2 separate regions of the Dromaius novaehollandiae genome follow, and region 2 is linked to region 1. Evidence: chromatin contacts called from public Hi-C data. All regions are on one chromosome and are shown on one strand. Each heading gives the region's core, a stretch centred on a gene start, on an enhancer-like site or on the middle of the called end of the contact. The rest is flanking DNA. Distances are from core to core; before and after follow the strand shown. Region 1 holds the start of DLEC1 (DLEC1 cilia and flagella associated protein). Region 2 overlaps LOC112981185 (cryptochrome DASH-like).

Region 1 (6,981 bases), core at 440-2,939:
TAGCTTCCTCCTCGGGAAATGCAGTTGGTGTGCTCCGAGACGACTCCACGCCGTGCACAAAAGCAGGGGAAGCGGGGCCATCAGGACAGTTACTTCAGATACACACTCCTGATCCGAATCAACACATCAGTGTAAGATGCAGCCTTATGCAGCACATACAGGGGAAATACAAGGCAAAAATTTCTGGTAGGTGTCATACATGGTGGTTAGAGAAAGTGTCTACATTTGGACAAGCTATGCCTACAACCGTAGGCTAAACCTTCTGTTCGGTGGCTTTTTTAGCATTTCCTATATTCATGATTCTCCATTCAGCCTTTGAAAGTTAAATAGATTAGCATGGTGATCAAGAGAGTGAGATATATGCAAATTGTTCTTAACTTTTATAGTGTTTACATGGAAATGTGAATATCTTAACTGCATTAAACAGCTGTATGATGGGAATAGTGCTATCTATTTTTTAAGGTTGTGAGTTAATGATGACAGCATAAAAATGAGATCTGGTCAAAAATATATTAGTGTTGGATGGGAAACTGCACTGTGTACAGCTCTGGATCAGCCTTTAAACGCTCCCTTCGGATATTGGGTTTGCCCATGGCGTAGGTAGATCTCACCCTCATTTTCCGATCTCATGGTAAGTTTGTTGGACTGCAGATGGAAAAAAAGCATCCGCCTTCTAAACTGAGATGATCTGCCTGGCAAGTTGTTGAAAAACAGCAAAGATGAAAGAACAGAAAGCTTTTTCCGCGGTCAGTTCTCATATACATCTATATACTACTTTAAACAGAAACATCTGCTTTACTGCCACTACTCTAAGGCTTTCTTAAATGCTGGGAAAGGATTCTGCAAAAATGCTGGATTTCATTAACATTCCCGTTAGCAAGCAGATGTTATAACCAATTGCAATAGCACATGACCAGAAAACTTGGGATTCTGATGTGGAAACAGGTCAAAATGTGGGACACTCCAAGCTACTAGAGGTAGGACACACGTACGTGCCTGTGCAGCCACCAGGAACAGAGCTGTGACCCTCTCCTAGGGGAAAACAGGTGCATCTGGTCTAGTTCTTGTCGGATGACAGGAATTCCTCCGATTTACCTTAGGCTCTTGAATGTGATATTACGGACACGCTTGGAGGTTTCCCTTGGGGAAGTTTCCCTTTTTGCAAAGAAACCAAAATACAGCCTTGCTAGGGGTCTAATTTGGTGCCACGTTAGGTAAAAGGAAACGCAGTAGCAAACCCGCCGGCCGCAGGCCCGTGGACGCCGCTTTTCGCCCGCGTGCTCAGGGGAAGGAGCACAGCGGCACTCGCGAGGGTGGGTTATTTTTCGGAAGACCCCGTCAGAGGGCAGTACCACACCAGCGTGTCAGGCGAGGTGGCCGCGGCCCCCGCAGATCCGCGTTATGGTCGCGGAGCGCGGCCGCCCCGGCCGTGGTGGTGGAGGAGAGGCCTCGGGGGTCGCGGCCTGGTTCCTCCAGGCCAAGCAGGACACCGGGGGGAGGTGGAAAAATAAATAAAATAAATAAAAGGAGGCTGGAGAAATGAAAAAAGCCACTGTGCTGGGAACGCAGTGAAGGCAAGCGCTGTTTCTAAGGCAAATATCACCCTCCTCGGCCAAGGGAAGGCAGCTGTTGTTAGCAACCGGCGTACACAGAGGCCGCGGCGCGGGGCCGGCCGGGGCGGCCAGGGGGAAGAGGCAGCGGGTCCTGCCGCCCGCGATATCCCGCACCGCCCGCCGTTGCCCTCGGGGACGGGCGCCGTGAGGAGCGCGAGGATGTCAGCTCGCGCAGCTAGGCCGCCCTTGGGGACACCGAGCGGCGGGGCCTGGCCGCCCCGGCCCTTGGCACCGCCTGTGCTGTCGCCTGGCAACGGCCCAGGCCTGAGGCGGCGGGGAGAGGCCCCAGGCGGCGGCGGGAGGCCTGAGGCGGTGGCAGAGAGGCGGCAGGGCCGGGCCGGCCGCGGAGACCCCGGAGCCAGGCTTGGCATGGCTCAGCACGGCCTGTACCCCGGGATGCAGGTAACGCACCGCGGCTGGACCCCGCGGGCGGGCACGCACACACACACACACACACACACACACACACACGCACACACACACACATGCGCACACACACCCCTGCCCACAGCCTGGTGCACACACATGCACGTACACACACTCTGCACATCCCCCCCACACACACGCTCACACACACACACACACACACACACACTCCCTGCATATCCCTGCGCGCACACACACACACACAAAAAAAAACCCGAGCGTACACACACCCCCCGCTCACAGCCTGACGCACACACATGTGCACACCCACACACTGCATATTCCCCGCACACCCACACCCACACACTCTGCACATCCCTACACACACACACACACTCCCTGCACAGCCCTACACACACACATCCCTGCGCACACCTGGCACAGACACACACACACTCTGCACATCCCTACACACACACACACACACACACACCTGGCACAGACACACACACACACACACACACACACACACACACACACACACGCACTCCCTGCACACCCCTACACCCCCAGTCTGCAGCACACGCGCGCCCCTGTGCACACCGAAAGCTGTGCGTGCAGCCCATCGCACACGCATGTGGCTGGCACAGACGCGCGCCCGGCGTGCAGCCCACACCTCTGTGCTCACACTCACACTCTGTGTCCTTTACTGCACGAGCTCTCTGACCTGCTCCAAGCACTTCCCTTAAGCCGAGAGAAATCCCGTTCTAGCTCTTCTGGCAATAAAAGAGGACGTGGATGATTAGCCCTAGTGTATTTGCTGACATTTGGCGGCGTTAACTACCTGTCCAGTTTCCTCTCCCCAAACGCAGATTTGTTTCACAATTATATAAGTAAATTTAAACTTTACTGCAGAACTGAATAATTATTTAGTCATTCTAGCATGTTTTATGTGGTAGCCCGTGTCTCACCCTAGAAAATTCCTCATTCCCATCTCTATGTTTAAGCATTAACAGCCTCATTTTCTCTCCTCAGGACATTTCTCATTTGTTGATTAGCACCTTTAAGGACCTGTATACTGCAGATGTTATAGGGGTGGACATGGAGACAAACTTGATCAAGTCCCGCGGAGGAGATGATGTTTATCGTGAGACTTTTACGGAGGAGCTCCAGAAGGTACAGGTCAAAACCAAGTCAGAGTTGAGAGCTCTGTTCACATTTACTACACATACGTGTTCATTGCTAAATTACAATTTCTAGGTCTTTGGGGGGGGAAAGTTTTTTTTCCCCCTAGAATTGACATCTTAATGGACAGTTTTTTAGGTACCGAAATTTACTTGAATATGTTTTCCCACAGGATCTTTCCTATAGATTGGTATTCATCACATGATCCTTGTAACAACACGTACTATTCTCTGTCCTGGAAGCTTTCTCAGACACAAAATATAACCAATCACCCTTTAAAAGCCTATTCTGCTACCTGCTGGCAACATAACCTCTCTGTATAATTGAAAGTCACTGTACTAGACTTCCTATCTCACAATAACATATTCTCATGTGTTGCATTTTGAAAAGAGGTGCTGCAAAGATACTTAAATATAGTTTTGCCACCTTAGTGGTGCACTATGATACATAATTCATTAGTGTTTTTAAAGCTATCTGGAAATCTTGGATGAAAACAACAGTAGGAATGCAAAATACTTGTATTAATCATACTGCTCTGGTAGCTGTTGTCAGTGTGTGAGTGGAGGCTATTGTTAGGATGATTTGAGCAACATCTATTTTGTTTTGTTTTGTTTTCCCTTTTGCGTCATACTTTCTCAAAGGTTATCATACCTGAAAAACCTGAAGTTTTATATTTCTTTTGAGTCATTTGTCATTATATCAGTGGACACAAGTTGTTCTGAGTAATAAAATGTGAATACTGTCTCCTGAAATTGATTGCTTGGATAAGATTCATCTCAACTGACAGTACATGCCTCTAATGTGTATGTTACAGCTGAACTAGCCACCCACAGCTCTCTGTATCATCACAGAAGAAAAACAGGCCCTTTTTAGGGCATGATTCATCTAATCCATTTTAGATATCTACTTTGGCATGGGACAGAGTCATGTCCTAGATTCTATTGACAGTGGAGAGATCCCAGAACGAGCAGGACAGGAGGAGGCATCTGGTTTTAGCAGAGATGCAGCTTGCCCTTTCTATTTAAAAATTTTTCAGCCATGAGATTAAACCATGTTACATAAAAGTTCTGCAAAAAGCTCAGTGATAGGCTACAGATGTTCTGAGACCAGTGTCTGTAATTTTCACTTGGCATTGCTCCTGTCCATCTCTGTGCCTCTGCCAAATTGTTTCTTTGGCTTAGATTGATACCTCTTTGAGGCAGGATCTTCTTTTGGAGTTATGCTTGTGAATCACCAAGCACGCTGGGCAGAACAATCTAGAATATACAAGGAGAAGTAAAGTATCCCTACTGGGATATTTTGGAGTTTTAAAACCCATCCTAATTTGTAGAAGGGAAATTCACTTTAAAAGTAATCCTACATTCCAGGCAAAATACAGTGCGTTAGCCATTGTGCCACAGAAGGTAAAAGACAGACTTTGCTCTTGTTCTGAGAAGCTTGTCTCATCTTTCACACATTCTTCCTGCTGACATATAAAAGTTGGATAGTGCTTCTTACCAAGCACAAGTTAAATGATAGAAATGAAGGTATTTTAGCATGCCATTTTATTCTTGTAAACTAATGATGTTTTACCAGGCACTCTCTACTTGCTTCTCAAAGGCAAATAGAAAATATTTATCTATAAGGAGATCTTTAATAATTTGTGACAGCTCAAACTGCAGTTATTTCTCTGCATTTACCATGTCTGTGACAGCTTCTTGCTGAGTATAATTGCCGACTGACAGAAGCTGACATAGTAGAAGAGAACATCATTTATGCACAGGAGCGAGCAATAGCTGAAGAAGAAAGGGCCCTAAACGTGTTGAAGGCAGATGCTGGGGAAGATTTCCACAAAATAGGATTGCCACCAGGTGAGGATTCTGGAAATATTACCTCCTCCCAGTACATGCTAATGGCACCTGGAGGCCAAGCCAGTGTTCATCTAACTCATTGGTAGGACTGACACTGACCTCACTGAGCTTTTAGTTTGGCCTTACAGCAATAGAGCAACTTTGAGGGATTTTGTGCAGAGAATCACAAAGGGTAACATCCACTTAACATGGTAAGAAACTAGTTGGCCTGGTCACTCTCAAGGTATTGAACTTGCTGTTAATGCCTTACCACCTTAACTTTATCACAAGCATACATGCATTGCTATATAGCAGTGACTAACAAAGATGAAGTGTTTCTCCAATGGCTGCACAGAGTAGGAAATGGTTTTAAAAAAATCACCTGGAAGTTTAGCCTGCAATTCTAGGTGTATAACTATATACCTATAGTTGGTTGGATCAACCTTTGTGTTGATGAAGATCAGAGTATCTTAATGGGCTAAGCTTTTTTTTTTCTTTCTTTCTTTTTTCTTTTACTGTTGCAGTGGCATCCTCTTTCAGGTGGATTGTGGATAATGAACTTCTCAGAAAACATCATTTCACGTGCCCTGAAGATTATATCACTGATAAATTGCCTGTTACTAGAGCGCCAAAAGGTAGCTTTTAAAGCAGAGAATAATTTAGAATTTTAAAAATCTCTAGTATTATAAGCATAAAATCTCATTAAAGGGATATTGTCAAAATGAAACTGGAAAATGTGGAATTCTCCTTCACTAGAGTTAACAGATTGTTGAATTTAAATTTGTTTAAATATCAAATGTAACAGTAGTTGCACATATTTATTTACAGTTCATTCCTTTTGACTCAAAAACTCTATTGATTTGGACTGCTCTACCTCTATTCAATTTCATTAGCACAATGCAGCAACTATATATTTCATACAGAATAGGGAATTGGTTACATTAAAGTTAAAAACCATTTTCAAGGAAATAAAATTTTATTCTTTATTTTGAGTTATAAATTTTTCAGTTGGATGTTCTGATTAGACAAAGTTGGCCTATTTTTGGAAATATAACAGTTTAATTTTCAAATGGAATTCAGTAAAAAACGTCTTTTAGGTGATGTCGATGTTATTTCTTCTTTTATGATACATCAGACAAGGTGAAAGGTTTCAGTATCATCAAAATGAACTTTTTCAGTTAAGTCAAAAAAGTACTTCTGAGTAACTAAAAACAAAGCCAAAAATCTAAAATGGCAGAGTATCCTTTAAGGTGGGAATATCATTGCTTAACTATAGGAAAGTGGAGCTAGATGGGACCTCCTATCTATGTCAATTTTCTGACATTTACAGATCCATCAGAACTTTTTGTAAGCTGACAAGGACATTCTAAAGTCCCACTCACTTGAAAAATTAATATAACTTTCTGAGATTAATATAACTTTCTGTGTATATAGCTTATTTAATTAATATTTATAAAAGCTTTGTTATTAAAACACTTTGCACCTTTTGTGCAAAATAAACTGTAAATATCAATGAAATTCTAGAGGATTTACAGTGTGTTGTTTACCATCGAAAAGACTAAAATAAAGTCACATATCTCTGCTTAGAGTAAGCGTTTATAATTAATTTTTTCTCTTATAGAATTATATTTTTCTTTGAACTACAGGAAAATCAGAACCTGGCTATGTCAAAGAAACATTTAGTTTTAAACAGCACATTGCTTCAAATTCAGAGGACCAGATGCCCACAGAGATTGCACACCTGCATAAAAAACCTGGTTGTCTGCCAGATGTATCTTTATCCACAGTAACGTTGCCTTCGACTCCAGAGCCTAACTACCAGACTAAAAGGAGAAGTAAGGTATATTTTTACAGATTTACTGGGTTTAGTCTGTCAGAATTGCAGGACCTTTTGCTATTCCTATAAGAGAGGGTGACTCTCCGTGCATTGTCAGTTTGGCTCCAGTGTTTATTTTCTTTGATCTGATAAGAAAAGAAAAATAGAGTAT
Region 2 (6,132 bases), core at 1,847-4,346, 150 kb after region 1:
AGTAAACTTTTAACATCCGGAGTGTCATGCAGCAAGGAGTTCCACAGCTTTCACTGCACACTGGACAGTCAACCAGCTTCTCTCTTTATTCTGAATATCCTTTTGTTAGCATTGAATGTTTTTTTCATTTGTGTCTTCTTGGAAAGAGTCTCGGCTCACTTTTCTGCTTTACATTGGTGCCTGTGGTTGGTGGAAAGTTTTCCAAGACGTCTTGGCAGCTCCCTGTCCACGTCTCTCTCAAATTCTAGTGTCAAGACTACTAATGAAGAGTTCAAACGTTTGTTGGATTTGGCAGAAAGAGAGTACCCAGAGACTGTTTTCGTGCAACTGTCTCTGAGTGGGTGAAGCTAAATGTGGAGATGAGGGAGGAGGACAGGACTAGGGTGTGTGCATGAGGGAGTGGAGGCCATGCAGCCATGGTTTCGCCGCACATTGTTCCTCCTAGGCTACAAAGGAGGAGCTGGATGTAGAGAAGGGCCTGTGCCAGGTGTGTGGTCAGCACGGAGTGAAAATCCAGACGTTCTGGGGATCCACGCTGTACCACCGGGACGACCTTCCCTTCAGGCCTATCACCAGGTGGGATGCTCCACGATACCTCTCATTCCTCTTCTCCCTCATTTATTGCTTACTCCACTGAACTGCTCAGAGCAGATCTAGCCATCCAGTTCCACTGGGAAAGGACCATTAGTTCATCTGCATTTATGGAGCAGTGCTGTCATGTACATCAAGGGGAAGGGACATGTTCATCCCTCTCTGCCAGTAGCATTTGCTCATCAATATGCATCAAAATGAGGGGCTTGTTTGATCATTGACTGAGGGACTGATTTCTCTTCCTCTGTCCCCCAGCACAGTTTGGATACTCAGTCTGCAGTGCCCAGAGACCCTGTGGCATTGGACTGGATTGCTCCATTACCCCATCTGGCTGAATGCAGGTGCCTGTGAAAGTAGACCTCTGTATGTGGGCTCTTCACCTTTGGCTCTCGCAATAATCACTGGAGATCTAGTTGGTGGAGCTGAGTGATTCATGTTATCCTACAGAAGATCTATAAAACAGGGCAGAAGAATCAGGCCATTAAAATGCCTGTTTCTCTCCATTGACTATAAAGGAAGCCTGAGGTTGCAGACCTGTATGGTGCAGATTTGTGGACAATGTAAAGTTAGGTGAGATAAACCTCACCCTTGTGGATTGTCCCATCAGGACACTCCATAAATCCCTCTTATTGAAAAGGCACCATTTTGATCAGAAGCAAACAAAACCTGTGTGAATGACTGAACTTCTGATTGCTGCTATCCCCAGGGGAGTCTACCTCTTTTGTGCAAGGTGATGTGCAAGCATGTATGAAAAATATGTACACCACCCTCAGGAGAGTGCAATCTGAGATACTAATCCTCTGTCAGCAGAAGCTAACTGGTGCTCTGTGGAGGGGCCAGGATAGCCGTCCCCCGAAGGTCTGATTGCACTGTAATCTGTACAGATTGCCTGATGTCTACACTGAATTTCGAAAAGCCATGGAAACTGAGGCAAAGGTACGACCAACGCTCCACATGGCAGATCAGCTAAAGCCCCTGGCTGCAGGGGTGGAAGAAGGATGTATCCCTACAATGGAGGATTTGGGACAGAAGGGTAAGAAAACTTAATTTGGCAGCTGCCCCCATGAAATTTCTACTGAGAGATGTCTCTTATTGAGAATCAGAGGTCCTCCAAGGCAGTGAGGGCCCTTCAGACTGTAACTCAGCATCTGTTTGCTCATACATCAAACCAGACTGTTGGCAGGTTGAAGGTAAACTCCCTGCATGGAGAAGCAGGGGCGGCAAGCCCTGGAGTGGAGTGGAAAATATCCTTTTAATCAGTATTTTTGAATGTGTTTGATGTGGCCCTTCTTGTTCCAGGGATCACTGAGCACAATCATGTATTTCCCCAAAGCAGAGAGACCTAATGGTGAACTCCTCTAGTTTTTATGCTCCCTGCCTTTGAGCTGCTTCCGAGAGCTGATTTTTCTTGGTAACAATCTAATGGTTATTTTCTATGGCAGATTTTGTAACTGATCCACGAACAGCCTTCCCCTGCAGTGGAGGAGAGACTCAGGCTTTAATGAGACTACAGTATTATTTTTGGGACACGGTAACGCTTACATTTCCTTGTCTGCATCCTCCGCTATATACATATGGTTGTGCAAGTGGGTGAGGCTGCAATTTCATTTCCTACTAATATTTCCTTAGCTCCTGTATAGCACTTTACAAAGGAGAGAATTAGCATTATATTAGTTTTTCAGACAGAGAAGCTGAGTCAAAAAGAAGTCATCCAGGCACTGGGATTATAATCTAAGTACTTGGGAACCTAATTTAGAGGCCAGCAGTCTTAAGACTTTCTTTTTCCACCAACTTTTGGGAATTGGGACCATCTTTTGGCTCCTTTACGTTGATTTGCCCTTGATTTGCCATTTCTTTGACTCTCCCTCCCCGGGTCAGCAGCAGTTTAGTTCCTCCACTTTGGAGGAGTGAGAAGTGGCCTGAAGGGCTGCAATTGCAATTGAGGTGAGGAACAACTGACCCCAGCTGCTGCCCAGTGCCTCCATTAGGATGCCTTTGGGGAGCGTATATAGTGCCTAATCCTGGCCAAGCATGAATACACTCGGTGCTGGAAAACCTGTTGCCTTTTTGTGAGGCAAATATTATCAGCCCTTGGTGGTCCAGAACAGCCCATTAGCAGTTGTAACCTGTGCAGCCAAGGGGATTAGGGAGAGATTGGGCTTTCCTATAATGTCCTTTGCACTGGCAGTGAAGTGTCCAGAAAATGGAGAATCTGCACCTAGCTGTGAGTGGCGGTGGCCCAGACAATAACAGCAATCAGGATTCCTGCAGCTGGGTGTTGGGTGCTGTAGGACACTGCGGTGGACCCAGCTAGCAGTCCCAACCTGGCTGCCAGCGGTGCCTCTAAGTGGATTATTGAACCAGAGTGAGATCTGTGCAGGCAGGGCGTAGCGCAGCCAGTTTCATGACACTTGTAGAAAGCGATGTGCCACAGGCTGAAGGGGGAGCATGGCTTGTGACACACATCCCAGAGCTAGAAGGAAAACTGCTGGCCTGATTAATTCCAGTGTGCTGGAGGCAAGTTTGGCAGCCCTGTAATCCTTGCAGGCAGCCGTGAGAGGGAGCCTGGCTCTGCCAGATTGCTCTGGCTCCCATGAGAGCATGAGAGAAAGCATGTTTTCTAGGTTGTATGTTCTCTATTTAAACATCTTTTGTTGTTTCTCACACAGAACCTGGTTGCCTCTTACAAGGAGACACGGAATGGCCTGATAGGAATGGATTATTCAACCAAATTTGCACCATGGTAAAGATCTTTTGCTGTGAGACTTTAAGCTCTGTCTCTCCCCCACTTTAAATTGATGTTACCTGTCGGCTGCACACTCATACGGCATGGATAGCGGTGTAGGTGTGATCCCCTTGCCCTGAGCTTTTTGTCTGGGGTACAGCAGTCTCAGAGCTGCTCTTTATTGCACTCCCAGCCAGCGGTTCCTTGGGAAGGTTCTTGCACCTAGGAATATCTGAAGTGTAGCAATACTATGCCAAGTGCCCAGTGTGAGCAGAGATGTGGACAGGGCCCTGGAGAGACATGTGACTTGTCTTCGACTTTGTGCAGCTTTGTGTATCAAGAGTGGTTCAGAGCACGCAGGGAAGAAGTAGTTTCGCAAGCAGCATGTTGATGGGGCTGCAGCAGAACTAAATCCACTCCTGGTTTGCTGAATATTTTGGGGCAAGTCACCTCGCCTCACTGCTATTCCATTTTACTGTGGAAATGAAGGGCCACTTCTGATTATTATTATTGCAAAAGGAGCTCTAGTTTGTGTAAGTATGATGACTTCTAATCAGGGGCTTTAGTCTCCAGGGCTGGAAGGGACAGAGTTAATTCCAGACTGAACCTGCTGCAGCAGAACTCCGTTTAGCCTGATGCGGAGAACATCTGGAGTGTGTCCCTGACCGAATTACAGTGTGAAATAATTGTTTTCCGGGGCTGTTACTGGTCAGGATTTCTTCTTTTCAAGCAGGCGGTTTCGGTGGCTGCAGTGGATGGCTCCACCTCGTGGCACTTTGGGGTCCCAGGAGCACAGGCGCTGCAGGAAGTTCTGTATCCGCGGTGGCCTCCGCTCCCACCTTTCCAAAGTGATCATTTATTCGCCCAGAGCAGACAGTCCTGATGTGTCTGCGCCCAAGTGTTCTTCTGTCAGAGAATCAAAGTCAGAGCTGTTCGGGTTGCAGCCAGTCATTCACATCTCATACTGGCCATTTCTGAGTGTTAGAGCTTGTTAACAGTTATGGAAAAGCTTTTCAGACCATTTTTTCCTGTTTTCCAAAATTTATCAGAATGTTAAATGTTTCTGTAAGCTCTAGTGAGAAATTACATTAAAATACATTTCTGGGAAAATCAAGGTAAAGGTTATTTCTTGAATCTCCCCTTGCAAAAGATTTGACTCTACAAGCTCTTTTCTGCCTTGCATAGCAGTGACCTGGAACAAGTGGAAGGAGCCCAGTGGGTTGTAATGCTAGGGCTGGGTTCGGTTCCCAGCTTCTCCTAACCCATCTGAGATTTTCAGCAAGTCCTTTGCCTTCTCTGAATCATGGTTGCTCGGACGAGATGGTCAAGTAATGCAATAGGAGCTGCAGACATGATAAATAGGCTTGTAGTAGAAGGAATGCTGTGGAACAGCTAAAGCAGACAACGGAGAGGTTGATATTTGGGATCCATTTCTGGGTTTGTCATTGATACACTAAGTCACTGGCTGATATGAGAAAGTCTTTTAGGCGGAATTTGTCAAACTTCTGTGAAATGATCTCTCTTGGTAGCTTGGGGTCTCCCGTAACAGTCATCGAAAACGGGAAGGAAGGATTGTGATTTGTATTTTCACTTGGAGTTGCAAAAACATCATATGACTTGACAAAAGTCGTTTGGGAAGTCTGTGGCAGAACTGCAGACTGAGCTAAGGCTTTCAGGCAGCAACTCTAAGCGCAAAACTGCCCCCCCACTCCCTCTCTGCAGATGTCCAGCTGTCAGTCCCTTACTGCATTTTAGCCATCTTCCTTCTGCTTTCAGGCTGGCATTAGGCTGCATTTCACCGCGATACATCTATGAGCAGATCCGGAAGTATGAAAAAGACAGAACGGCAAATCAGAGCACATATTGGTATGACCCTGCATGATCACCATGGCTTGTTTTCTCTGAAAAGCAAACTGGCATCTCATGCACAGGAGAGAGTGATTTGTCAATTTTCTCCTTAATTAATGTTTGGTTTTCCCGTGCCTGCTGTCTGGTTTCCCTGGGTTGCATTGCACTTCTGTTTCCATATGGATTTATTAGCTGCCTTTAGCATCCAGAGCTTTAGGCACTTTATAAGTCAAGATTATTAGTGCTAGTTGTCATTAGTATTGCTGGGAAATTGTGGTTCTTAGTTTTTAACATTGATCTCTGTAAATCAGCACCATCCCTCTCTGAATTGTTATACTGAGCTAGATGAGAAGGGGAAAAATGACTTGCAACTAAAAGCCAAAGGATTTCTCATCACAGTGATATGAGTTTCACCCAATATTTAGCATCGCAGCAACTGTGTGACTTGTGCAAATCGCACCGTGTCAGAAGCACTGCAGGACCTCTGGCCACAGCCCTGCCAGCAGGCCTGTGCTTGCTCAGCTGCCTGGCCGTGATCACAACTCCATAGCGAGGGGAAGAGCCGACTTAGAAGCGGGCTTAATGCATCCAGCCTTCCCAGGCCCTTCCTTACCCCACTGCTGGCTGCTCGCCGGCCTGCGGGTTGTACTGGGGGAGCCTGCGCTGCTGGGGGACAGTTGAGCTCAGTGTATCTGTCTCTGGGCTGGCCTTTGGCTTACTCATATGCTCCCGATCCACACAGACACAGTGAATTAAAACCCATCTAACCCTACTGAGGTAAGAATTCCCTCTTAGAGGGGTTGGGACAGCCTCTTAGTGCAGGCTACAGTGATGGCAGTGAATTCAGATCCACGCTTAGCTAGCGGTGTGGCTGAAACCTCCAAGAGATCACTCGTACTTCAGCAGGGAGCTATTACGAAGAAGCAGGCTCACATTAGAGCCTGGTCTGATACTAGACCTGCATGGAA

What was found. A called contact is a pair of places that touch in the nucleus more often than the background predicts.
Region 2: a Hi-C map of ovary shows a contact between it and region 1, with 4 times the contacts expected there. The contact joins the enhancer-like site here to the promoter of DLEC1 in region 1. A contact is called at or near these places in 2 of 4 Hi-C or Micro-C datasets (brain and ovary).

What each region holds. Positions count from the first base shown.
Region 1 is chr2:5,970,145-5,977,125 of bDroNov1.hap1, forward strand. It overlaps DLEC1 (DLEC1 cilia and flagella associated protein), which reads left to right and starts at 1,690. Exons shown (of 38, transcript XM_064505693.1): 1 at 1,690-2,015; 2 at 3,015-3,155; 3 at 4,858-5,014; 4 at 5,518-5,628; 5 at 6,640-6,833. The coding sequence starts at 1,773.
Region 2 is chr2:6,121,340-6,127,471 of bDroNov1.hap1, forward strand. LOC112981185 (cryptochrome DASH-like) reads left to right here. Exons shown (of 14, transcript XM_026096646.2): 4 at 446-576; 5 at 1,476-1,624; 6 at 2,034-2,122; 7 at 3,261-3,334; 8 at 5,093-5,182. Among named protein-coding and RNA genes, the nearest start is that of MYD88, 16 kb to the right of the region's middle. Within about 2 kb of position 3,097, at least 2 of the 2 cell types and tissues checked have open chromatin away from gene starts, as enhancers often do.